Linked DNA regions of Mus musculus: region 1 is linked to region 2. A link is a contact called in public HiChIP or PLAC-seq data. All regions are on one chromosome and are shown on one strand. The core of a region is the stretch at or near the end of the contact, and the rest is flanking DNA. Distances in the headings are between cores, read along the strand shown. Region 1 overlaps Sipa1l2 (signal-induced proliferation-associated 1 like 2). Region 2 overlaps Disc1 (disrupted in schizophrenia 1).

Region 1 (6,033 bases), core at 958-3,457, 350 kb before region 2:
ACCTGGGAAGAGATGACTTGCGTTTTATGGCCTCCTTTTGCTCTGTGCCTGGGAATCAATGCACTTTCCATTCTGCTGATGAGAGCCTCTGGTGAGAGTGGCTCCAGGGTTCCTGGGCTATCTCAGCATTTTTAGCCCCAGGGTTTGGGGTAGTTAGGAGTCTGCTAAGCTTTAAGATTCAGTAACTTCTGGCACAGAAGTTAAAAAAGCTAATTGGCTTTTAAAGAACCTAGGGTAAATTTGCCTCTGGGCCTGCAGCACTGTTACTGGTAGTGTTAGGATGGGGCAGGGCCCTAGAAGCCCAGAGAGGCTCAGCTTGGCTACTGTCCTCACTAGAGCACTTAGGAGGACAAGTGACAGGGAAAGCCAAGAAAGGAGATTAGTCCGAGTGGCCACATGGAGAGAGAAGAGGAGCCCAGATGTCCAGTGACTCGCCCTCCCTTCTCCCAGCTTCCATTCTTCAGAGTCCTGACCGGAGGTTTGGGTTGAATTGAGGGCGTGTGTGCACAGCTAAGCCGTGCTGGTCAAGTGTGGTTCCGCCCATCTCTGACCTTGCTCTCAGCTCCTGCCCTGCACAGCGATCTGACAGGTTGTCAGAGCTGTGTGGTATCTCTTCCTGGGAGACAAGCTCTTCCTTTGGCTGGCACCGGATATCAGCCTTTCCCTTCATGAGGTTACTTGGAAATTCCAGTTTCTCAGGGTCTACCCCTCCAATGTTCTGATAGCTGGGCCATGGGAAGAGGACACAGCATCTACAGAATACCCTCATTAGCCTGTCCAGGACGGTCACAGGGTGAGGATGTCCTCCAGGGCTTGGGGTGAGCCATCTGCAGCGTCTTTACTGTAGACAAGTTACTTCTCTCCATCTTGGACGTGCCCTGTCTCCATAATAAGAATTCATGGCAAAGATGTTAACCTCTGTGTTGAAAAAAGAAAATGTGAATGCTAAGTTAGTATCAGGGATGTAGGACTATTGAAATGTGGATTTTCAGTTTTCAGTTTGTTATGTGTTTCCTGCTTCTCAGAGTGAAGTCTGTTCAATCCCTTCGTGCACTCCACAAGGTTGGTGCTATTATCTTTTGGTTGTGTAGACTGTGATGGCTTCGACACTAATAATGGCTTACTCTAGACTGGCGTGTGTGCATGCGCATATATACATTTCTAAGTGCAGTCACACATGTATATATGCTCACATGGAGGACAGAGCCACCCTCAGGTGCTTACACTCTTGAGGTGCCATACACCATGGGTTTTTTTAATTTTAATTTTAATTTTTATGGTTTTGCTTTTGGTTTGTTTGTTTTAAGACAGACTATTGACTAGCCTGGTGATAAACTCTCTTAGAAATAAACTAGTTGGTCAATGAACCAGAGGCCCACCTGTGACTGCCTCTGAGCTGTGTGTGTGTTATCACTGTCTCCCAGCCGTGACCATATATGTTGTCACTGTCTCTCCAGCTGCGAGCTCTCATGCTGGGCTTTTCTACTCCGGTTCTTGGGCTCAAACTCAGGTAAGTCCTCAGGCTTGCATGGTCAGCGCTTGGCAAGCCTGAGACCCAAGTATTTTGTTGCCTGCTTTGCTGGGCTGGTCAGGTGGCCAGTGCTGCCTTAAGCTCTTAGCTGCTCAGTCAAGACACTTTTTAAAGCATCGTTGTACTGGAAGCAATCAATGTAATAATAAAATCTATGTATCAGAGAGGGGAAACCTCATGCCACAGTGCGTGTGTGGCGGTCAGAGGACAACTTGTACCGTCAGTTCTGTCTTCCCATCTTAACATAGGTTCAGAATCCAACTGTGGTCACCAGGCCTGCAAACACTTTACCATCTTGCCTCTAAGAAACTTGAAAATCCTGTATTTGGTATTTGAGAGCCAAATCACTGGTGAGCTGCCAGCATCTGTATTCCTAGACTTTCCTGGGTGACAGGCAGTGGAGGTGGAGAAGCTGCTTTGGCACAAGAGAAAATTAGCAAGAACCACGGTAATCGTCATATTGCAGGTATTGCCTTCAAAGAGTGAGAAAGTTCTCTTTAGTGGCCACGACTATGTGACTCATGGGTCCTGGCTTGACTTCCCTATGTCACCTGCTGCCCTCTCATCTTCATGGAGAGGGTGTGAGGGCTGACGCGGTTCACCCTCTGAGCACACAGAGCCTGTGGGAGTGTCCAGCGAGGAAGGCAGCCAGCCTGAGGGAGCTGCAGCCTACCCTCCTTTCCTGTCCTTTGTCTATTGTGAGAAGCTTAGCATGCAGCCATTACTCCTGTGATCTGCCTGCCTGGGAGCCGCACTATTTTTAGGAACTTCTCCACACAATAGGTTTATAAAAAGGCTATTGAGCCTTTTTAGGCTCTGTGTTCTGTCTGACAAGGCTGAGTTACAAGCAGGCTTTCCTGCCTCACTGCTCAGGAGGGCACGATTCTCTCTTCTTCTACATCTTCTCTGCTCTTACTTAGTTGTTTCTTCCTTGGAAAGTGCTTGGAGACCCAGAGGTCTGCTGGTCCTGTACAGCTATGGCAGGAATCTGGGGAGCACTCTGTTGTATGTGGAGCACTCCCGGTGTCTGTGGAGCACACTGGTGGATGTGGAGTTCTCCAGTATCTGTGGAGCACTCTGTGCAGTTTCTCCAGCTCTGTTTCACACACACTGGTTAAGTTGCAGTTTTTTATTTCTCCTCTTTTAAAAATGTGCTAACATATGCACAGTTAGTGGTGCTGCTGGGGAAAGTGAACAAGGGAGCTGGTTCCTCCTTCCGAGTCTTTCGTGTCTTGAGTTGTTTTCTCAGAGGAAGGGATCCCATTGGCCTGGCCTGATGACCAATTGAGAAAGCAAGTACTGTTTATTATTTGACGTTTGTTTTAAGAGACCACTTGGGCTGGGGTGTCACTAGCTTAGTTGGCAGCATGCTTCTCTAGCGTGAAGGAGGCCCTGGATTCCATCCCCAGTGCCACAGAAGTCAGGTCTGACATCCCAGCACTTGGCAGGTAGGAGCAGGAAGATGACAGGTTCATGATCAGTCTTGGCTGCAAGGTGCATTCAAAGCCAGCCTGGTCTTTATGAGACCCTGTCTCTGCAGAATCAAAGAGGATGAGAAAGAGCAGTCGGGCAGTTGGATCTTGTTAGTTTCTGATTTTACGCTCTGAATATGTTTGCTCATCAGGATGGAAGGGCTGACTTGCTTGCCATCACTGAAGCCTGCCTGCCTCTTATAGAACCTGACGCTCTCCTGAGGCCACGGGATAGACTGGCCACTTCTTCCCCTTGGTATCTCTCAGTTAAGATGCTGTACCAAGCAATGCACTAGACTTCACGCCGTGAGACTGACTTTTTCAAACACACAACTAAATGAAGATCATTCTCAAACTAACTTTCTTCTAGGTGATTAGTCAAATAAAGTTGTTGTTGTTGTTGTTGTTGTTGTTTTTAGTGTTAATTGTAGGAGGTGGTAGACGAGAAGCTGTCCATATAACCCTGGGATACTTGCAGAGGGCTGGCCTTCCAGGCCTTGGGATATGTTCCTGGGATGTCAGCCACTGTAAGGACAGGTGTACAGCTGTGTGGAGGGCTCCACTTAGGTTCCACTGGCTGCATTTGAGCCATCCTTCCCACTTGTCCTCTCCAGTGTCTGTCATGCTCCTTGAGTTTGTCAGTGGCCTGGCTGGCATCTGGTTGATATTAATACATCCTTGGGGTTCCTCAGGTACCTGGCTCTATGGCACCTGCTCACTTCAACTGTGGAAGCTGTTTAGTGATTTCCAAACATCATCTTGGCCCCTAGATCCATTACCAAGGTCACTGCACAGAGCATCCTGTATCCTCTTCCCTGTTGCCTCTGGTGTTGATTTCGTAAGTAAGTTTAGGGTGGGGCCCAGAGGATGATTTTCCTCCAGGCCCTCCAGAGGGCATTGTCCATGTGACCCATCAGGGGTTGAACCATAAAAGCCCAGACAATAAGTAGCTGAGCCCAGGGTTCTTTGCTCTGTACTGTTGGCAGTGCAGAAGGCCCACAGGCTTCCTAAGCTGCCCTCCCAGATTCGGCGGCTGGCTTTGCCCATCCAGATCGTCTGTTGCTGGAGGGCTGTGGCACAGGGTGACTGTGGATGTTCATCCAGCCCCAGACCACAGGCTGAGTGGACTCTCATCGAATGCGTTTGTATGTTGAATTACTACTTATTTTGGCCGCCATCTTGGTCTTTTTGTGACTTGTGTTGTCGTGCTTACTTTTGCACGCTGATGGGTCTATGAACTGTGTCTTATTAAAGAACATAGGTTCATTTCAGGGATGCTTCAGAGCCTGGTAGGGACATGTCTAAACTGTAGCTTAATTTACATTTCATGGTGACAAGTTCCTCTTTGTAAAAACAAAAACTCAAAACATTTTTGGTTGTTTTTGTTTGCTGAGAAAGACTCTCGGTTTGTAGCCCAGGATAACCCCCCCCCCCCAAATAGAATTGTCCTCCCTTCTCAGCCTCCTAGGTGCTGATATTCCAGATGTCAGCCACTATAATTAGCTTATAAATCTATGTAAATAATCAAAGGACAATTTCTCAGAGTTGATCTGACCCTCATTCTACCTTAGCATAAATTAGCTTAGGGAGCAGGACGGATAATCAAGAAGGATGTGGTGATGAGAAGGGTCCAGTCCATGTTCTTTCCCTTTCAGCATTGTCCTGATCTCTTCACATGGAGGTGGGCCTCCTCTGGGGAGCGGGAGGAGGGAGTGCCTGAAAAACGACTCTTCATACGAGAGGCAGGGATGTGTACACCACGACGCCATGCTGGCTTTTTCTGCACTGCTAGAGACTGAGCCTGGGGCCCATGAGCACATGCTAGGAAAACACTTCTCCACACTTTCAAACTCGAGGCAGGGTCTCACAGAGTTGGTCATACCAGCCTTGACCTTTGCTCCCCCTGCTTCTGTCTTCAGAGTCACAGAGCTGGAGCAAAGGTAGCAAGCATTAGCCAAGGCTCCTTGGACGTCAGCTCGGGGTTTGTTTACTTTTCTTTATAGAAACCGGGGGCTCTGAAATCAGCGAGTCTGGGATCCCACACTGTCCGCATGTCTTATCTGCCTGAGTTTTTCATCTCTCCAGCTGTGCTACCTTCCATTCTTTCTTCAAGAAATTCTGTCTTTGTAGTCGCTTCCATTTCCAGCTGACTTACAACTTGTTACTGATGTAGCCCAGGGCCCACAGCCAGAAACTTCCATCAAGTGGAGGCCCCTGGCTCTATCTAGGCCTGACCCTCTTGGTGCAAGCCTGCCCATGTGAGACACTTGAAGAGGCTGAGGCAAGTGGCTGTTGTCCTTCTAGACCAAGAGGGACCGACCAGCAGCACTGCTCCTCTGAGAGCCCTGGACAGACGCTGGAAAGCAGCCTCCATCTGAGCTGTATGACCTGAGGTAAACACCTGCTCTGTGGGCAGGTGGAGTAAAGATGGCCCCTGAGATCTTACCTCCTGGAACACTAGCTCTCCACCTGTGCATCACCCCCCCCCCCTTTTTGGCAAACCTCTAGCTCCAAAAAATATTTGCATTATGATTCATAACAGTAACAAAATTACAGTTGTGATATAACAGTGTAATAATTTTATGGTTGGGATCGCTACAACATGAAGAAGTGTTTTAAAGGGTCACAGCCTTAGAGAGGATGAGAACCACTGCCTAGAAGACTCATTAGTGACTGATGGGATGCAGTCCAGTGATGGAGACGCTTCCGAAGGGTCTGATGTGACTGTAATAGCTAAGTTACTGGTTACTGCCTGTCTTTCTGGTATCAGCTAGTAGGTTTAGCTAGTAGGCAGCTAGTAGGTTCAGGTGAAGGGTCTGTGGTACACAGTGACATCTTCCTCAGTAGTCTCTGTTGGAAGATGACATTGCAGCCATCATACTGTCACCTGTGTGAGAACAGAGAACCTGGGGTGTGTGTACATATTCATGTACGTGTACATATGTGCATGTATCTGCATTTGGAGGTAAGCTAGGCCTCTTCTTGGAAAGTCTCCAGCTTATATTTTGAGAGAGTCTTTCACTAAGTCTA
Region 2 (6,807 bases), core at 3,264-5,763:
AGGGAATGCAGAGCATGGGGACATGGAGCCAGGGAACATGCAATTAGGGAACGTGGCAGTAAGAAACACGGAGTCATAGGATGTGGAGGCTGGAAGCTGACTCAGTGACTTGAAAATGAAGACTGACCATCATACAGACTTTGATCATCTCAATTACTTTCAGTCTTGCCTCATTTTGACTCTGTAGGCTTTGAGAGTCCTCACCTTTCTATCCTTACTTGCTTTTGTATTCCTGGCTCCATGGTCTCTGGCTCCTCTGTGTTCCTGGCTCCCTGCTGTCTAGCTCTGTGATCCCTGGGCTGTTGGTTCACAGATTCCTGCTTAAGTAACCCCTTTCAAGGACTGTGGACATGGAAATCAGGAGGGATGACATACGAGCAGTGACTTGACTGTTGTCTACTGATGGTTTGGGGTTGATCAGATGTCCATATGGACAAGATCTCCATTTAGTTCATATTTCCCAGAAATATGAAATCCTACCCTTTGGCCTTCTCCCTGGAAATGGCTTGATTCCCAACAGGGAGCCCTGAAGGCTCACCAGCTGTAAACCCAGATCTACTCAGGCAGCCTGCTGAACTAGAGAAACGCATTACCATGCTAATGATGTCCTATTTAAATTCTAGCCTGATTACTCTGTGATGAAATCGCTTCCCTCCACATTGGTTCCTTTATATCTGAGTTCTAGTATGAAATCAACAGTGTTAATAAAGTACAATACAGATTATCAAGTCATACACAGGAGATGGAGAAACAGCTGTATAAATCTTAAGGTTCTTTTTTTTTTTTTCTAGAAAACAAAACAAAACCTAAAATTGGTTACTGATTTTTTTTTTCTACCTCAGTTTTAAAAAAAATTCAATGCACATTAAATAAAGGCTGCTGGTTCAGGGGCACGGAGGCCACTTTTTCATTTTGCTCCATTCTACTAAGCATTCCTCAGAATTCAAGTGTGTGACTTGAAGTCTCCAAACTAAAGTCTTTTCTCCTCTCCTCCTCACAGGAGTGTCACCATAACAGAAGCCTATGGAGTTAAAGGCAGCAGCCATGAGTGTTGCCCTTTGCCCTTGAGACTGTTGTGTTTCTGCGCCTTTCCCATCACCCCAGTCTGAACATCCAACTCAGGGCTGAGGCGGCTCAGCTGGCAGAGTGTTTGTCCACTGTACACAAAACCCAATGGTCAATTCTAGTACAGCACAAACTAGGTATTAGGAACTGCAGGACCCTAATATGATCCCTAAGGAGGTGGATGCAGAAAGATCAGGAATTCAAGATCACCCTCAACTATACATGGGGTTCAAGACCAGCCTTAACTACAGGAGACCTTGCCTCAAAGACAAAGCAAACCAATAACTATCCAAAGGGGATCACTCTATCATCTTCAGGAAAGTCCCCCTTGTCACCATTCTCAAGGAGATCTGAGGTCTGTACCCACAGTCCAAACCAAGGAAGAAAAAACACTTTACATCACTCTCCTGCCCCCCAAAATGAACACGGGCTGGTGGCCCAAGGCCACCATGCTGGATCCTGGGATACCCCAATAAGACTCAGGCAGCATTTCAGCTCTCAGTGAATGTACAAGCTAGCCAGGGACAGAAGGCACAAGGACATCTCCTCAGTGAGACAGGCTGGTCCATCTCTGGTGACTGTCAATGTTGCTTCCTACCAGTAAGAGCCCTTCGTATGAACAATACTGCTAATTGGTCCTTAAACAAGAAAAGGTTTCCTTCTTCTACAGAAAGAGAATCCTAGAACTTCAAGAGGTACTCAGCTGTCCAGGGTAAGGGCAGCTCCTGTTACCTTTGCAGCTGACTGTCCTCATGTACCAAGGTCAAGTTCAGAACAACAATGATAATAGGAAGTCACATGCAGAACCCTAGAGGGAGCGGTGAATGGACAGCAATGTCCTGGCAGGATCTGACGTCACCTAATAAAGAAGCTAGGAAGAACAAGAGGGCTCACATCCCTGAGCCTAAGAGCTGCTTGTCCATCCCGACACGGCTTTCTCCAGCCACTGTTAGAAATCACATTTTAAAAATGTTTTATATTGGGGTACAGATATAGCTTAGTGGTAAGCACAAGGGCCCGAGTTCAATCCCCAGAGCCCACATAAGAAGCCGGGTGAGATGAGACACTTGTAATCCCAGTGGAGGCAGAGACAGAAGGATCCCCGAGGCTTCTGGTCAACCAGTCTAACCAAATAGGTAAATCCCAGGTTAGGGAAGATCTTAAAACAAAGTTGAGGGTGCCTGAGAAACGGCAACCAAGGTTGACCTCTGACCCTGACCCCCACTCACGTGGGCGTGCAAACCTAAACTCAGATGTTGCTCGTTTCCTAGTTTCCCCTTAAGATATTTTATCTATAGGCTGCATAGATGGTTCAGCAATCAAATACATGTACTGCTTTTACAAAAGGCCTGAGTTCTGTTCTCAGTACCCATACCTGGTGGCTCACAGTGCCTGGAACTTCAGTCCCAGGGGATCCAATGCCCTCTTCTAGCTTCTGGGGGCACTGCATTCAGGGTGTGTATAACCCTCTCCCCCAAATCGCTCACATGATTGTTGGTCTTTTTGTTTTCGTTTTTCCATTTTAAAACCTAAGAAACAGGTATTTGGCTTAAGACTGAAAAGATTATGGAGCACTGTGCCCACGCAGACCCAGACCTGCCTTTCCTGCTCGCTTGAGCTACATTTGACCTTGGACACAGCGTTCCTTCTGAGTTGCTGTTTCCCAAGATCCAAAAGCAGCTGAACCCAGACTATGACTCGGTTTTATTACATTCCAATCCGTGGAAGCTTTAATTCACACAGGAATTTGTTTTCTTTTAGTTTTAATTACGTGGATGCACATATGCCTCTGTATGCATGTACATGTGAGTGCATTACCTGTAGAGGTCAGAAGGGGGTGTCACTCCATGAGAACTGAGGAGCAAGCATGGGTCCTCTGCAAGAATGCTTGCTCTTCCCCATTAAACTATCCCCTGGTCCCTGAAATACATTTTTTATTTCTTCTTACCAACTCTTGGATGGTTCATTTGAGTGATCTAAAGCCACACCTCCTCAGCCTCAGACACAGGCGAGCAAACCCACAGGGAGAGGGTGGCTGACCCAGCATAATACTATCATGAACGGAGCACAAAGATTCCCCAGCGCGAGCCATCTGCAGTTCAGTCGTCTCCTGTAACAATCTCCCGTTCCGCTTGTTTATGTTTTATTCATCATCTTGAAAGTATTTAGTGAAGTAACAATGATGAGATTCACAAATACTGCACAGCGCTTTTTTTTTATATAAAGATATTAATGGCTTTAAGGGCTCACGCACCATTCAAATGAAAACATCGTTGGGTTAGATTTGCTCAAATCTGTTTACATCTCCTTGATTCTTCCATAGAATCCATTCCCCCGTTTTGTGTAAAAACTGAGTGCTTACACTGTGAAACATTTTGGTTTTTCTTATTCATAAGACTTAAAAAAAATCGACTACAAAAGTCTGCTGGAGCTCTACCGTGCTCCGGTCAGTCATGACGAAATGAGCCAGCCTGCAGGGCCTGGGACCCTGGAGCTCCCCCCTCACTGTGCGTGCTCCACACACAGCCTTGGGCTGCATGTGGCAAAACAAACAAATGAATAAATAAAAGATTTGGCCTGTAAGAGAGAGAGGGATGGCTGGGCAGTGGTGGCCCATGCCTTTAATCCCAGCACTTGGGAGGCAGAGGCAGGCAGATCTCTGAGTTCAAGGCCAGCTTGGTCTACAGAGTGAATTCCAGGACAGCCAGGGCTACAGAGAAACCCTGTCTTGAAAAACTTAAAGAGAAAGAGAAGGTAGTTCAGTGGGCAGAAACCCATGCAAGCTCCGTGAGCCGAGTAAAGGTGGACTGAGAAGTGACTCCTGAAGGTTGCCCTCTGACCTCTGCGTGACCAACGCAAAAATAACACGCAAAAAAGAGAGAGACTCTCTGACCCTTTCCTCTCTCTGACTCCCTTTGCTCTCTCTGATCTCTTTCTCCCTCTCTTCCCTTCCCCCTCGTCCCGCTCTCCAAGTGTCCCTGGCCAGCCCCTAATTCTCCTCCCTATCCCACCCCACCCTGTGTCCCTGTCCTCTGTCCCCTCTTTCTCCTCTTTCTCAGCCTCTATTCCCTGCTCACCCCCCCTCCCCATGCCCCCAAACAAACTCTATTTTATACTAAAAGAGGGAGGAGGGGCCCGGGAGTGAGTGGGGCTCTGTGGTTAAAACTGGAGCTGCTCTTACAGAGAACCATGAGTCCTGTTTCTAACTCCCACATGGTAATTGTATCACCGGCTCCAGGGTCATCTGGCACCCTCTTCTGGCTTCCTCAGGTACTACACTAACATGCACAACCCCACCCCCATACATAACTTAAAATAAAAAATTAAATACTTCATAAGGAAAATTTAAAGAGTTAAGGGAAATAATGCTAGGCTCTGAGCTGTTGAGCCAGATGGGGCTTCATTAGCAAGAGAAACCATGATCACTGGCCATCTGATTCAAACAGGGAGGGAACAACAGCTCACACCGTTCAGGAGAACTCTAAAACCTGGGCTGCTCCTCCCAGAGTGGCAGGCCTAGCCCTGACAGCTGGAGGTGTGGTTCCTTGTTTGGACTTTGAACACTGGTCTTCCCTGACGTGGATGTGTGGAATATGCAGGTGGTGTCTGTTAAGTGGAACACAGGGCAAATAGCATTTTGGCCCTTCTGTAGGCCAGTGCCAATGTCACCCGTGTCCTTCTCCTGAGGAAAGAATCAACCCTCAGAGGACACCCCGACAGAAGAGTCACCCCCTGGTCCCTTCTCAGTCCCCCGTTGTCGGCCTGTGGCCTGCATCCTGGAAGACTGAACCAAGGGAAAACCTCTAGCTCAGGATGTGTGCCCGGGGGTGCAAGCTACACAGCCCATGGCATGAACCAACAAATGCAGAGCAGAAAAAGTCAGAGAAAGGCAAAGTAAAAGCTAACAGGTGACCCTACCCCGTTACCCAAGGCTCATGCCAACAATGTCCCCCATGAACTGTCTGGGTGCTCTCTGCCACTGTCACAGCAAGGTGATCTAGCCACAGGATCCAATAATATCAGCACTACATTGCCCTGAGGCTTTGGCTGGGGGCTACTCACTGTGGGCGGCGTCCTGGAGTGCCAGGTCCTGCCTGCACCTGAGGTGATCCTCTTTGACGATGCCCAGCCTTCTGCTGTTCCTGGAGCTGAGTGCCAACAGCCTGCCCAGGAACATCTCTAGCCCTTCCCGCTCTGACGACAAGGCCCAAATCTCCTCCGTGAGCTCCTTGGCTGTGGAGAAGCAGCTTCCTGCAACACAGTGGGGGAGAGAGGAGGGAAGGTTTCGTGTGTGAGCTTTTTAATAATATTTGCATTCTTTGAAAGTTCCATGCATTTATATAATGCGTATTGATCGCTATGTGTCCACCGCGATATCTGTGGACCTCCCTCTAGTACCTACACCGTGTCTTCCTCCCAACTTCATGTCTTTTTATTATTAATAACCCCTGATTAGTGCCGTCCGTATGTGCATGGGTGTGGAGGCCATCCATCAGGCCATGAGCAACCTGCCAGCAGCCATGTCCCCAGAGGAGAATGACTCTCCCTCCCTCAGCAGCCCTCGCCTATCAGACCACCTCCGGTGGGGCGGGAGAGTCTCTTCGGTGCCTCCCCAAACATGCTGGTATTTTCTGTAAATGAATTGTGAGATTCTCGTGTGTGAACACTGGAGACAACGGTATCCTGCTGCATCACCAAGAGGTTGGGTACACCTGGAAAGGATGCCTCTGAGAATAATACAGAGATGTCCAGAGAAAGTCCCAGGTATCACTGCACCCAATACCCAAATGTCCAAGGACAGACACAGCAAGCACGGTGGAAAGGCACTGGCCTGGTAGTTAGACTGCAGATAAATTAAACCCTCCCCCTTATCAAAATTTGAAACATATTTGATAGCTAATCTTTTTTTAAAGATTTATTTATTTATTTTAAGTATATGAGTATACTGTAGCTGTACAGATGGTTGTGAGCCATCATGTAGTTGCTGGGAATTAAACTCAGAACCTCTGCTCACTCTAGCCCCGCTCTCTCTGGCCCAAGGATTTATTTATTATATGTAAGCACACTGTAGCTGTTTTCAGACACACCAGAAGTGGGTGTCATATCTCATGACGGGTGGTTGTGAGTCACCATGTGGTTGTTGGAATTTGAACTCCAGACCTTCAGAAGTGCTCTTAACCGCTGAGCCATCCCTCCAGCGCTTGATGGCTAATCCTAACATAGCTGAGAAGGGGGGACCTCAATTGAGACATTAACTCCATCAGATCAGCCTGTAGGTACGCCTTCAGGAATTTTGTTCTTTGTTAATTGATGTAGGACGACCCAGCTCACTCCTGGTGGTGCCATGCCTGGACAGGTCTGTCGTACCGGGCCAATAACACAGCAAGGCCCTGAAAGCAAGGCAGTGAGCAGTATTCCTCTGTGGTCCCTGCTTCGATTCCTGCCTCCATGTTCCTGCTGGAGCTCCTGCTGTGACTGACTCCCTTCAGTAATGGTCTGTGACCTTTCCTCCCTGAGTCACTTTTGGCCAGTGTTCTTATCTCAGCTACAGAGACTCTAACTAAAACAACAGGAGAATAAATGAGCAAGTTTGGCATAAACGTGTTGTGAAATACGATCGTAATAACACCTGAATTGCAGGTGGCCTCGGGAACCACAGGTGGCTGGGGGTGTAAGAAAGAAAAGCCATAAAACCCTGAATAAAATATACCTAGAGCAAAGAGTAGCGAGGTCAGGTATGAG

Evidence for each region. HiChIP or PLAC-seq counts read pairs in DNA pulled down with a chosen protein or histone mark.
Region 1: a contact with region 2 is called in an H3K27ac HiChIP or PLAC-seq map of heart atrium, with 6 times the contacts expected there. The contact joins two enhancer-like sites. A contact is called at or near these places in 1 of 39 promoter capture datasets (hippocampal neurons), 3 of 484 Hi-C or Micro-C datasets (bone marrow-derived macrophages, nephron progenitors and pancreatic cancer cells) and 3 of 115 datasets of contacts at active chromatin or transcription factors (embryonic basal ganglia, epiblast stem cells and heart atrium).

What each region holds. Positions count from the first base shown.
Region 1 is chr8:125,510,290-125,516,322 of GRCm38.p6, reverse strand. All of the region lies in intron 2 of Sipa1l2 (signal-induced proliferation-associated 1 like 2), which reads left to right. Among named protein-coding and RNA genes, the nearest start is that of 4930566D17Rik, 9.0 kb to the left of the region's middle. Within about 2 kb of position 2,207, at least 97 of the 459 cell types and tissues checked have an H3K27ac peak or open chromatin away from gene starts, as enhancers often do. A contact at or near this core is called in heart atrium, where this site is marked.
Region 2 is chr8:125,163,502-125,170,308 of GRCm38.p6, reverse strand. It overlaps Disc1 (disrupted in schizophrenia 1), which reads right to left. Exons shown (of 13, transcript NM_174854.2): 9 at 5,128-5,316. Among named protein-coding and RNA genes, the nearest start is that of Disc1, 110 kb to the right of the region's middle. Within about 2 kb of position 4,513, at least 7 of the 459 cell types and tissues checked have an H3K27ac peak or open chromatin away from gene starts, as enhancers often do. A contact at or near this core is called in heart atrium, where this site is marked.